Regions from separate parts of the Gossypium hirsutum genome. Here region 1 is linked to region 2. The links are chromatin contacts, called in public Hi-C maps. All regions are on one chromosome and are shown on one strand. Each heading gives the region's core, a stretch centred on a gene start, on an enhancer-like site or on the middle of the called end of the contact. The rest is flanking DNA. Distances are from core to core; before and after follow the strand shown.

Region 1 (4,935 bases), core at 41-2,540, 38 kb after region 2:
ATTTAACTCTTAGAATAGAATGGAATTCAAAGATTTTCTAAATGATAAGTACTTGATATACAACCCTCTCATTCCTTCTATTTACATTTTTATTTTTCACATTCAATTCAAGGAAATAGCTTCCACCACAGTTACACATCAATACTTGAAAACATTGGAAATGAAAAAAGGCTTTTTTTTACAAAAGAGAATGACATAAATTAAAATTATATATATATTTTAAGAAAACCTATTAGGCTGAAAATAATTTTGTCCAGCCTAACTGGTTTCTCCTCATGGTGGGGACTACCACTAAACACGTGTCGCAATCTTAAAGAGATCATTTTCATTTGCTTTTTTTTTTCTTTCATCGAAAGTCAAGGGATCCACTGGTTTCTCCAGTTTCATCTCAAATCTTCTCCAGCTTCTCTGCTTTGACCACAGGATTAGCGCGTGCAATCTCCTCTCTCCCAACCTTCTTGAAATCGAACGTACACCCGTGATTCTCTGGATACCTATGGGACCCGCAAAATGTAATCTCGCATTTGCATCTGAACCCGGTCAACCCGACCCGTTTCCTGCAAACCATGCATCGAATCGGTTGTTGCTGTTGCGGCCGTTGCTCAGCCACCAGGGCAACCTCCACCGAAGGAACTGACGATTCTCCAATGAATTCAGGCAGAGTGAACAGCGGAACCTGAGAAACGGATTCGACAACGACTGATGAAGACGAAGGAGAGGAAGAAAGAGATGATTTGATGGAAGTAGCTCCCTGTTGTTCCTTAAGACGGAAATCTCTATAACATTTAGAGCAAAGATTCATTGTCGCCGGACTTCCGAAAAAGCCGCAGTTGTTAACGCAAAGACGGTGGCCTTCCGGCGTTTGGCATCTATGCTCCTCCGCCATTTTTAGAAAAGAAAAAATCTTTCGATCTGCTAAATTTCTTGTGAAATTAAATTTACTTGAGGTAAGATCTGCGAGATCTAAAACAGAGATAATCAGGAAAAGAGAAACATGAGAAATGTAAAGCAAAAAAATTGAAAGAAAAAGGAAGTACCTTGAAAGGAAAAGGTGGAAGGAAGAATGTGAACAAAGGAAATAAAGCGTAAAGAGGCAATCATCTTAAAGGGTGGGAAGGAAGAAGCAACGATGAATAGGGCAATAATAATCAATAATTTTTAAATTTTGAAAGGCCAAAAATGGAAGTCCAGCGAAGCCGCCTTTGGTTATTCTAATTGCCTGCAAATTAAATATGGCCACGCAAATGGATGCACACACCAAGGAAGAGAGAGACACCAACAATTTAAATGAATCACGCGCACTACTTCTCTTAACCTACGTCTTACCTAATTATCTTCTCACGTGACGGTTTTCCATTTCCTAGTATAAATTTTCTAAAAGAAACAGTTTTTATAAATTTAATGATTTTTTAAAATAAAAAAATTTATGATCAATTTACTAATATCCATAATTCTCAAACACTTACTTGTTTAAATGTACTCAAACTTATATTTTTTAATTATAATTATTTAAACACACAAATTTTATTTATAAATATATTTGTAAACTCTTGAAGAAAATAGAATGTGTAAATGGTGTTGATTGATGAGGTTAATACGTCGAGGGCTTAAGCGGAAGACGCGCCATTAGGGGCGAGTGGGAGAAGGAAGGTGGTGCGGTTTGGGTGCATGAGCCATGATATGTGGCATGGTTCAGCGGCTAATGATTGAGGGTCTTGACGAAAGTTTAAAAGCTTTGCTCTGTCAGAGGACCACCGAATTAGCATCAAACATAAAATAAACTTAAAAAAGTATGGAATCTGCTAATTAATAATTTAAATGATTATGTAAGATTTGTTTCATTTCCACGTAGGCTTGATTTGGAGTAGAGTTTTTTTTTTGGTATTTAAATTTGACTTGGTATCCATACTTAACAGCATCATGTGAATTCATGCTTTAATAAAAAAAATATAAATATTTAATTAAATAAAAAATTCAAAAATCAAATTAATCATTAAAATCAAATTGAGGTATATTAAGAAGGGGTGGAGGAATGTCGAATGCAGTTTAAATTTTTTATTATTTTATTTGCAAAGGCTAAGAAAATACTAATTTATTGCCTTTTAACAATTTAAAAATGAGTTTTTTAACAAAGGGTCAGAAAAGTATTTTTGGCAATCAAGTTATTATATATGGGGTGATAAAGGGTTGAGTTTGGTTGGGTATTTTGAAATTTATAAATCCTCTATCATAGTTTTGTTTTGTTATCGATTTTCTATATTCTTTTTTGTTTTCAATTTTTGTACTTATTTTTTTTCAAAATAACTTTATTTTATGAATTTTAAATATTATATGATAATATTTTAAAGTTTTTTCATTAATATTTTTAAAAAATAATAAGTTTTCAAAAACTTTTAAATTATCTCCACTATTTTAAATATATATATATTTTTTTTATTTCTATACCATAAAAATTAAAATTAATTATAAATAAAATATAAATAAAAGTCGAATTGATTTTGAGTAACTGTATTTTTTAACTTGTTATGGTATTCGCCATTATCGACCTGCTACTCGGTTACCTGATTGGAATCGACCCACAACTTACATGGTTTGCATCTTGGAATTCGCATGTGATGAGTTCGCATATGATCCCGTACAAGGCAGGTTCACACCACCATGCAGGTGACCGCCTCCGGACGTACTAACGTCCAAAGTGTAAACACTGCTACTAAAAATATGAAATTGATGCGGTGTCCGTAAGTATACAGGTCAGGTTGTAATTTAATTTTAAAACAGAGTCAATAAGTATTTCGATGATCGTACACAAGCGAGGCGAGTACTAAATAAATATTAACCTAAACATAAATAGATCTAATTAGTAATTTAGATAAATTATAGCATGATGAACATAAAGGGAAAAAATTGTGTTTTATAAGAAAATAAATAAGCATGCAGAAAATCCTAAAATGGGAAAACTAATATATAAATTCAATCAATCTAAGCATGGGAGACTAACTCGCTTCAGTTGTCATAACTAATTCCTATATAGAGTTCTATTCAATCAACTAGTTGGTACCCTAGCAAGATCTTTCGATTTTTCACCAAACTAATAAGTTGGCAAGAATTAATTATCTCTCAACCTCACCGTCTAGACTGATTTGGGGCAAGGGGTTTACGGATAGACAATACCAATTTTGGGTTAATTCCACCTAAATGACTTCCTAAGGTTGTCAAGCCTAGGGTTTAAGTTCTTCCTATCCCAAACAATTGATCCACTAAGAAACCCTACATAACAATTAATTAATCACACGTCCACTCACTAATCCCACATGAAGAGGATTAGTTCCTCATGGATCTTGTAAAATGTATGAACTCCATAAATAAAATAAACATGAAGAACAAATCAAGAATAAAATTTTAAGAGAATTTGATTTAGTTTTCAATTTTTAGTTCTTTTTAGACTTAGGATTTATTTCAGTTTGTTTTTGTTCATGACATTCAGAGAATCTGATTTGTGGATTTAGCCAAACACTCCGTGAATTTATGTGCTTCAATTATTTAATAAAATCATAATTTCTTTTTAAACTTTTATTCTTGATTCATTCTTCATGTTTACTTTATTTATCAAGTTCACATTGTTTATGAAATCCATGAGGAATTAATCCTCTTACGGGGGATTAGTGAGTGGAAGTGTGATTAATTAATTTCTATGTAGGGTTTATTAGCAGATTAGCTATTTGGGACAACCTTAGGTAGTCATCTAGGTGAGAATTAACCCAAAATTAGTATTGTCTATCCGTGAACCCCTTACCCCAATCCAGTCTGGATTGTAAGGTTGAAAGATAAGTAATTCTTGCCGACTCATCAGTTTAGTGGAAGATCAAGAGATCCCGGTAGGATAACAACTAGTTGATTGACTAGAAACCCAAAATAGGAATTAGTTATGACTACCGAAACGAGCTAATCACCCATACTTAGATTTGGTCGAGTTACACAAGGGTTTCATTTTCACTATTTTATGCATGTTTTATTATTTTCTTATAAAACATAAATCATTTTCCTTTTATGTTTCGTCGCACTATAATTTATTTAAATTACTAGTTAGATTTATTTAGGCTTAGGTTAATATTAATTTAGTACTCGTCACCTTTAAGTATGATATTCAAAACATTCACATACTTCGCTGTAAAAATTATATTACAACTTGATATGTATACTTACGGACACCACCTCCAAACCGCATAACATATGGTTTGGAAATTGATTCCATGTTTTTAGTACCAATATTCACAGTCTGAAAGAAGCGTGGAAGGTGATGATTTGAATTCTTTTTGTTGGAATACAAATATACAATGGTTTTTTAACAGAAAGTGTCTCGTATAATAAAATGAAAGGTACAATCAATAAATAAATAAACAAAGCCCATTTTAGCTTTAGAAACGTAAGAATAAACGTCAAATCTCACAAAAGCTAAGATTTGCATCCTGAGAACTCCAAAGCAAAACAAAATGGTTTTGAAAGGTGGTTACAAATTTTTAATCAATGGACTATATAAAGTTCTAAGGTGGGCTTACAAAACTTTTATGGGCTTTCAAAAAATCATAAACAAATGAGTTTTTATATTTATAATTTATTTATTTTATTTTATATTTTATTATTGTTCGATTTTGACAGTTGGTTCAATCAGTCTAATCGTTTGAACTAGAAATCAATAATCGGTAATCTGACTAGTTCGACCACCAATCTAATTCTAAAAATATTTATTTGGACTATGAATTTAGGTTGTATATTTGGCTTAGTTAGATTTTATTTTTGGACTATTTTTTTACTTTAAATAAGGTATATGTAATTAAGATTTTAAATAAATTGATATTAAAGAATTATCAATTGGACTCTATACCGACAATCCTTTCTAACCTATTGATATATCTGTATTATTTATTGATGGTTTAA
Region 2 (5,026 bases), core at 174-2,673:
ATGACCTATTATTTTTGGATGGTTTAGGTTCGGATTTAGATATATTTATCTTTTTATAATTGAATTGACGATGTTTAAATAATTTTAAATTATTAAAATTTTAAATGAAATAAAATTAATTTTTTATTAATGGAGTTATATATATATATAGAGCTGAATTTAAACAAAAAAAAATCGAATTTGGATAAATTAGACACTACTTGTATAGCTTTAAAGAGCTATTAGCATTGAACATAGGTAGAAATGCAAGATGTGGTGGTACAAGCAGAAAGCCAAATCTGCTGTTCAAACCATATGATGCAGTCAACCAACAGGCATAGGGGGGGTGGGAGGGGGGACAAAAGAGGTCTGCCCAAAGACAATGTGTAAAATTGGCTATACTGCTAGAGTTTTTAAGTCTGTTTCTGAAACACCCAATGATGGCAAACCCCCCCATAATAATTGTCACACTTCCCCCCCTTTTTAATTATCCCTCTAATACCTCCTTAATATTTTATATTGCTGTAATTTGGAATGCCCCCTCCCCTCTCCCTAATCAACAACATTTTTCGTATTTAAAATACATTAATTTTACTGATTCAATTCACAACTAGAATGTTCATGTTTTAATTTTAGTTTAACTCTTAGAATGCATTAAATTGTTTAAAAAAATACCCTAAATCCAGTGGTTTGTGGAGGAGAGGTGATTTTATATAGCTTTTAGAACTGTGCAGATATGATTGGGGCAGTATTGAAATGCTTCACCTACACACGTGAAAGATATAAAACTCTTTTCTTTTTATTTTATATCATGCCCTCATTTCTCTTTTCATATTCTTGCATGATGATTTTCCTTTTTCCTCTTTTGCCCTTTTTTTTTAATTTTTCTCTCTAAAATTTCATATTCTCTTTAATTATTAGATGCTATATTATCAAAATCCAAATTAACCAAACCCATAAATTATTAACATCTATTAATACTAATTGTGAACAAATAAACATCCCTTGAATCAAAATCCAAAATTTGGGATCATAAGTTAAATGCCCCATAAGTAAAGGAAGGTTTTCAATAATTGAAAATCCTTTTTCTTTTTGTATTGAATATATAAAGATAAAGAATAAGAAATCATTTTTGTTGTTGTAAAATGGGTTAATTTAAGGAAGCCCCATGGCCATGGGGGCATGACCTCATCAAACATTTTAAAGTCCTTGAAGGAAATTTCAACTTTTCTGAGGTCATAGTTAATGATATCTCATGATTTCAATCCCCTGCATGGCTAATGATGAAAATTTCAACATTATCATGGTTAGCAACTGCATCCAACCCTACACGTGACCTTAGCCTTAGAGGGTTTTCTCTCATACATTTAAAAACTTTAGAGTGGAAGATTTTAGGGACCACTTAGTTTTCAAAAGCAGCGATGTACAACCCAAAATCTTCTTCATCATACCCACACAGACAAAGGTTTAGTAGTGAGCAGTGGGCTTTTTAGTTTACAATTCCTTGTGTTCTTTTGAGATTCTAAAATATTAAAATCCAACAACATCTTCATTCAAACACAAATTCTATTTTCTCTAAATTTGCTGCTTTGCCCCTTCCTAAACCCCACAAAATCCAACCCAAAGAAGCAACATTTTTAGGCTATAACTCTTCCTACTTTTTCCTATATTTAAAATCTAATCACTGTACTTTTCTTTTCATGAATTTAGTCCCTCTACTTTTTAGATTTTAAAATTCAGGTCTAATTATTAACACTGTTAAATTTTTTTTGTTAAATTTATTTTTGTGACATTTTGAAATATAAAAAAATATTCACCAACTAAAAGAATTTATATTGTAATGAACATGAACTTAACAAAAGAATTTTAACGGTGTTAGCAATTTGACTTGAATTTTAAAATCTGAAAAAGTAAAGGAACTAAATGCGAAAATAAAAGTATATGGAATAAATTCTAAATTTATAAAAAAAAAATAAAAAAACTTATAATATATTTAAACCTTATTTTTATTTTATAGATGGGGAAAAAATATCTAAGAAGGGCTGGACCAAATGATTAAAGCCCAAACCAATTGCGTGCTTATACTTCATACCTTTTTTTTAGGTTGGGGTTCATCTCAGATTCATTTCACACTACTTTCTTCTTAAAAAGAAAAAGTGAATAAGTATAAAATTTTCTTTGACATTCATAATAAAATCTTGAAATTTGTATATTACGTGAATACGGAGTAGCTACGATGATTCAATTTTATGCCTTGTTCATAAATAATAATTTGAATTATAAATTTTAAAAATACTAAAATATTACACATAAAATTTAGCGAGATAAAATTGGAATTGCACATTTTAGGTGGAAATGGTAATCCTTCCTTGCAGCGGAAAACAAATGAATGAATTAGTAGCTCACATCATAGGCATAGCTAAAGAAACAAGAAAAGCACCCAATTTGACTTTTAAAGAACATCATTATGAATCCAAAAGATTAGTGCCTAATATTTAGGAGGCATGCTAAGAAATCGTTTGTTATTTACCTTGGGCAAAATTATTTCACTCTACTGATGAAACCCTCTATTTGGATAAGCAAAGCACCAATGTTTGGTCACAAACCCCCTTTTGTTTATTTATTTATTTTAATGCAACTATTTTCATTACTTATTAATCATGCAACCAGAATTCTTTAATTAAAGTTTTGTTGCCTTCACCTTTCAACACTGGAAAATCTCTTCTTCCACTGCCATCATTACCCTTCATCTTGTCTACTTGCAAACTTGCTCCTAAATTCCATCAATCAAATTAAAAGTTAATGGCTAAGCGGACAATTGCATCTTTATAATAGAAAAAAATAATATACGTTCAATCCAACAAGTTGAATTTGATTTGATTTAGACAATAGTACTAGCCATGGTGTTGGATCTTTTATGATTTGATTTTGATGTCAAGTAAGGAGCCTTCTAAATTCGCTTCCATTGTTGAAGGCTTAAAATTGAATGCTTGAATCTGTTTATGATCCACATGTCCAAACAAAGTTGTCCTTTTCTTTCCAGATTGTTGGACTGATCCACTGTACCACGCACATCATTCAGGATTGCCTAATAATTGTGTGGGAAAGAGGGTCTCTTTTCTAGTCCTTTTAATTTGTAATGTTTTTAAGATGGTTATTACACATTAATTTCAATTTAGCGTAATTCCTTACATTAATTTTGATTTTGTACAATTATACCATTGAGATTTTGATTGTGAATCAAATATATACATAAAATTTTAATCTTGATTCAACTGTACACATTTAAATATAATAATTTATGTATGCAATGTGTAAACATAAAATGATTTTATAATGATAATTGTGTAAGTGATTTGTGAAAATTAAATCAAATGGAAATCTCATGTATAAAAATGCACATTTGTTCAAAGTTCATGTCTAGTTTTGATAATTATCCCTTCAAAATTAATAAAACTTTTTTTATTCCTTGTGCCTCAGCAAATCGCATTGTTACTTGAGAACTAACTTGTGGCTTGTCTGTCATTAGATAAGTTATTTAAATGGTTGTCTAACATACGTGAAAGCATCTATTCAAGGGTCATATTGGCTACCAAACGAGTAAACAAAGCTTGTTATTTAGAAGATGGTGATGGCGCGAGGCTACGGGTTAGAAGACTACCAGAGAATTGAAGAGCTTGAGGCTACATTGGATGCTTTAAAAGCTCATATGGTCATGAGTAATCGAGTGCAAGAGATCAACACAACCTAATGAGAGCTATTTGTAAGGGTGAGTTTTGTTCGATTCAATTGGTTTATTTTAGATTTTTAAACTATCCATGATAGTTTTGTTCAATCCAATTTGGTTCTTAGCTTTCAAATACTATTTTTTTAGTTTTGAGGTTAAAATTTATTTTGGGAAAACAAGGTTTATTTTATGGCTTTTAGACATTATTTGGTAAAATTTGAAAATATTTTCATAAATATTCCTAAAAAAATATTTTTTAGTAAATAAAGAAAGATCAATAACTCCTACATTGTATTTATTTTTCAAAAAAAGTTTATATAAACTTTCAAAGTTACTTTTACTATTTTAAATATAAAATATTATTTTTACATTATTAAATAATTAAATTAATTATAAATTAAATAAAAATAGAATTCAATTCAATTTCGGCAGCTACAATTTGTTCAACTTGTATCCCAAAAGTTCAAACACTTTGGTTTAGAATCAATTTTTAATTTTTAAGTTTTTCTTGCTCAGCCTTAGCTATTCAATGCCATGAACCACTAAGTTGACGAAACAAGGGATGTTAAAAACATCATCCAATGAGAGTTTGAAGAGTTCAAGGCTCACGTCAGTGTGCTTTAAATGGTCATGAGTAGGGTGAGTTCCAGCTCAATTGACAAGGGCAAAAAGGCTAAGGTGCTAAAGCTAAGAAGCTACAAAATGGCAAGGGGTGCCAAAGAGCTTGAGAACTTTTTGTTCAATATGGAGCCATATTTCAAGGTAATGCCACTAATTCAATGGAAGACAAAGTGACCATGGCCTCAATTTATCTAGCGAGTAATGCAAAGTTGAGGTGGCGTTTGAAGTTCATCAATGACAAATGCCACATCAAAACTTAGGGTGACAAAAATCAAGAGTTAAAGAGTCAATTCATCCATGAAAATGTGGAATACATGGTAGCACGAAAGCTCATAAATATGGTTTAAATAAGGATGATATGTGAGTTTGTGAGGGGCTTTTCCACCTAGATGTTGGACATTAGGGACATGCTAAAGAAAGAATATCACCGGTAGAGATGCAAGAGTCATAGGAACCTTTTGGAGAGAGCTCTTTAAGATCATATGGTCTCAGATAAATATCTCAACCAACTATCATCCACAAATTGATGGTCAGACAAAACTGTTAAATAGGTTATTATAAGGGTAATTGAGGCACTCAGTAGAAACAAACTAGAGGAACTGACTTACATTGCTAGATGTAGCCCAACTTTGCTTCATTGTTAGAAAAAGTTCTTACACCAACAAGATTCCATTTGAGATTACTTCTAAGCAACAACTT

What was found. Hi-C and Micro-C count contacts between places; a contact is called where the count stands out from the background.
Region 1: a contact with region 2 is called in a Hi-C map of leaf, with 1.9 times the contacts expected there. The contact joins the promoter of LOC107908701 here to the enhancer-like site in region 2. A contact is called at or near these places in 13 of 34 Hi-C or Micro-C datasets (callus, fibers, hypocotyl and 2 more).

What each region holds. Positions count from the first base shown.
Region 1 is chrD09:43,932,433-43,937,367 of Gossypium_hirsutum_v2.1, forward strand. It overlaps LOC107908701 (zinc finger A20 and AN1 domain-containing stress-associated protein 6), which reads right to left and starts at 1,291. Exons shown (of 2, transcript XM_016835939.2): 1 at 1,038-1,291; 2 at 16-963. The coding sequence starts at 1,101. The coding sequence ends at 389.
Region 2 is chrD09:43,893,973-43,898,998 of Gossypium_hirsutum_v2.1, forward strand. No RefSeq gene overlaps it. Among protein-coding and RNA genes, the nearest start is that of LOC121220922, 6.6 kb to the left of the region's middle. Within about 2 kb of position 1,424, at least 3 of the 9 cell types and tissues checked have an H3K27ac peak or open chromatin away from gene starts, as enhancers often do. A contact at or near this core is called in leaf, where this site is marked.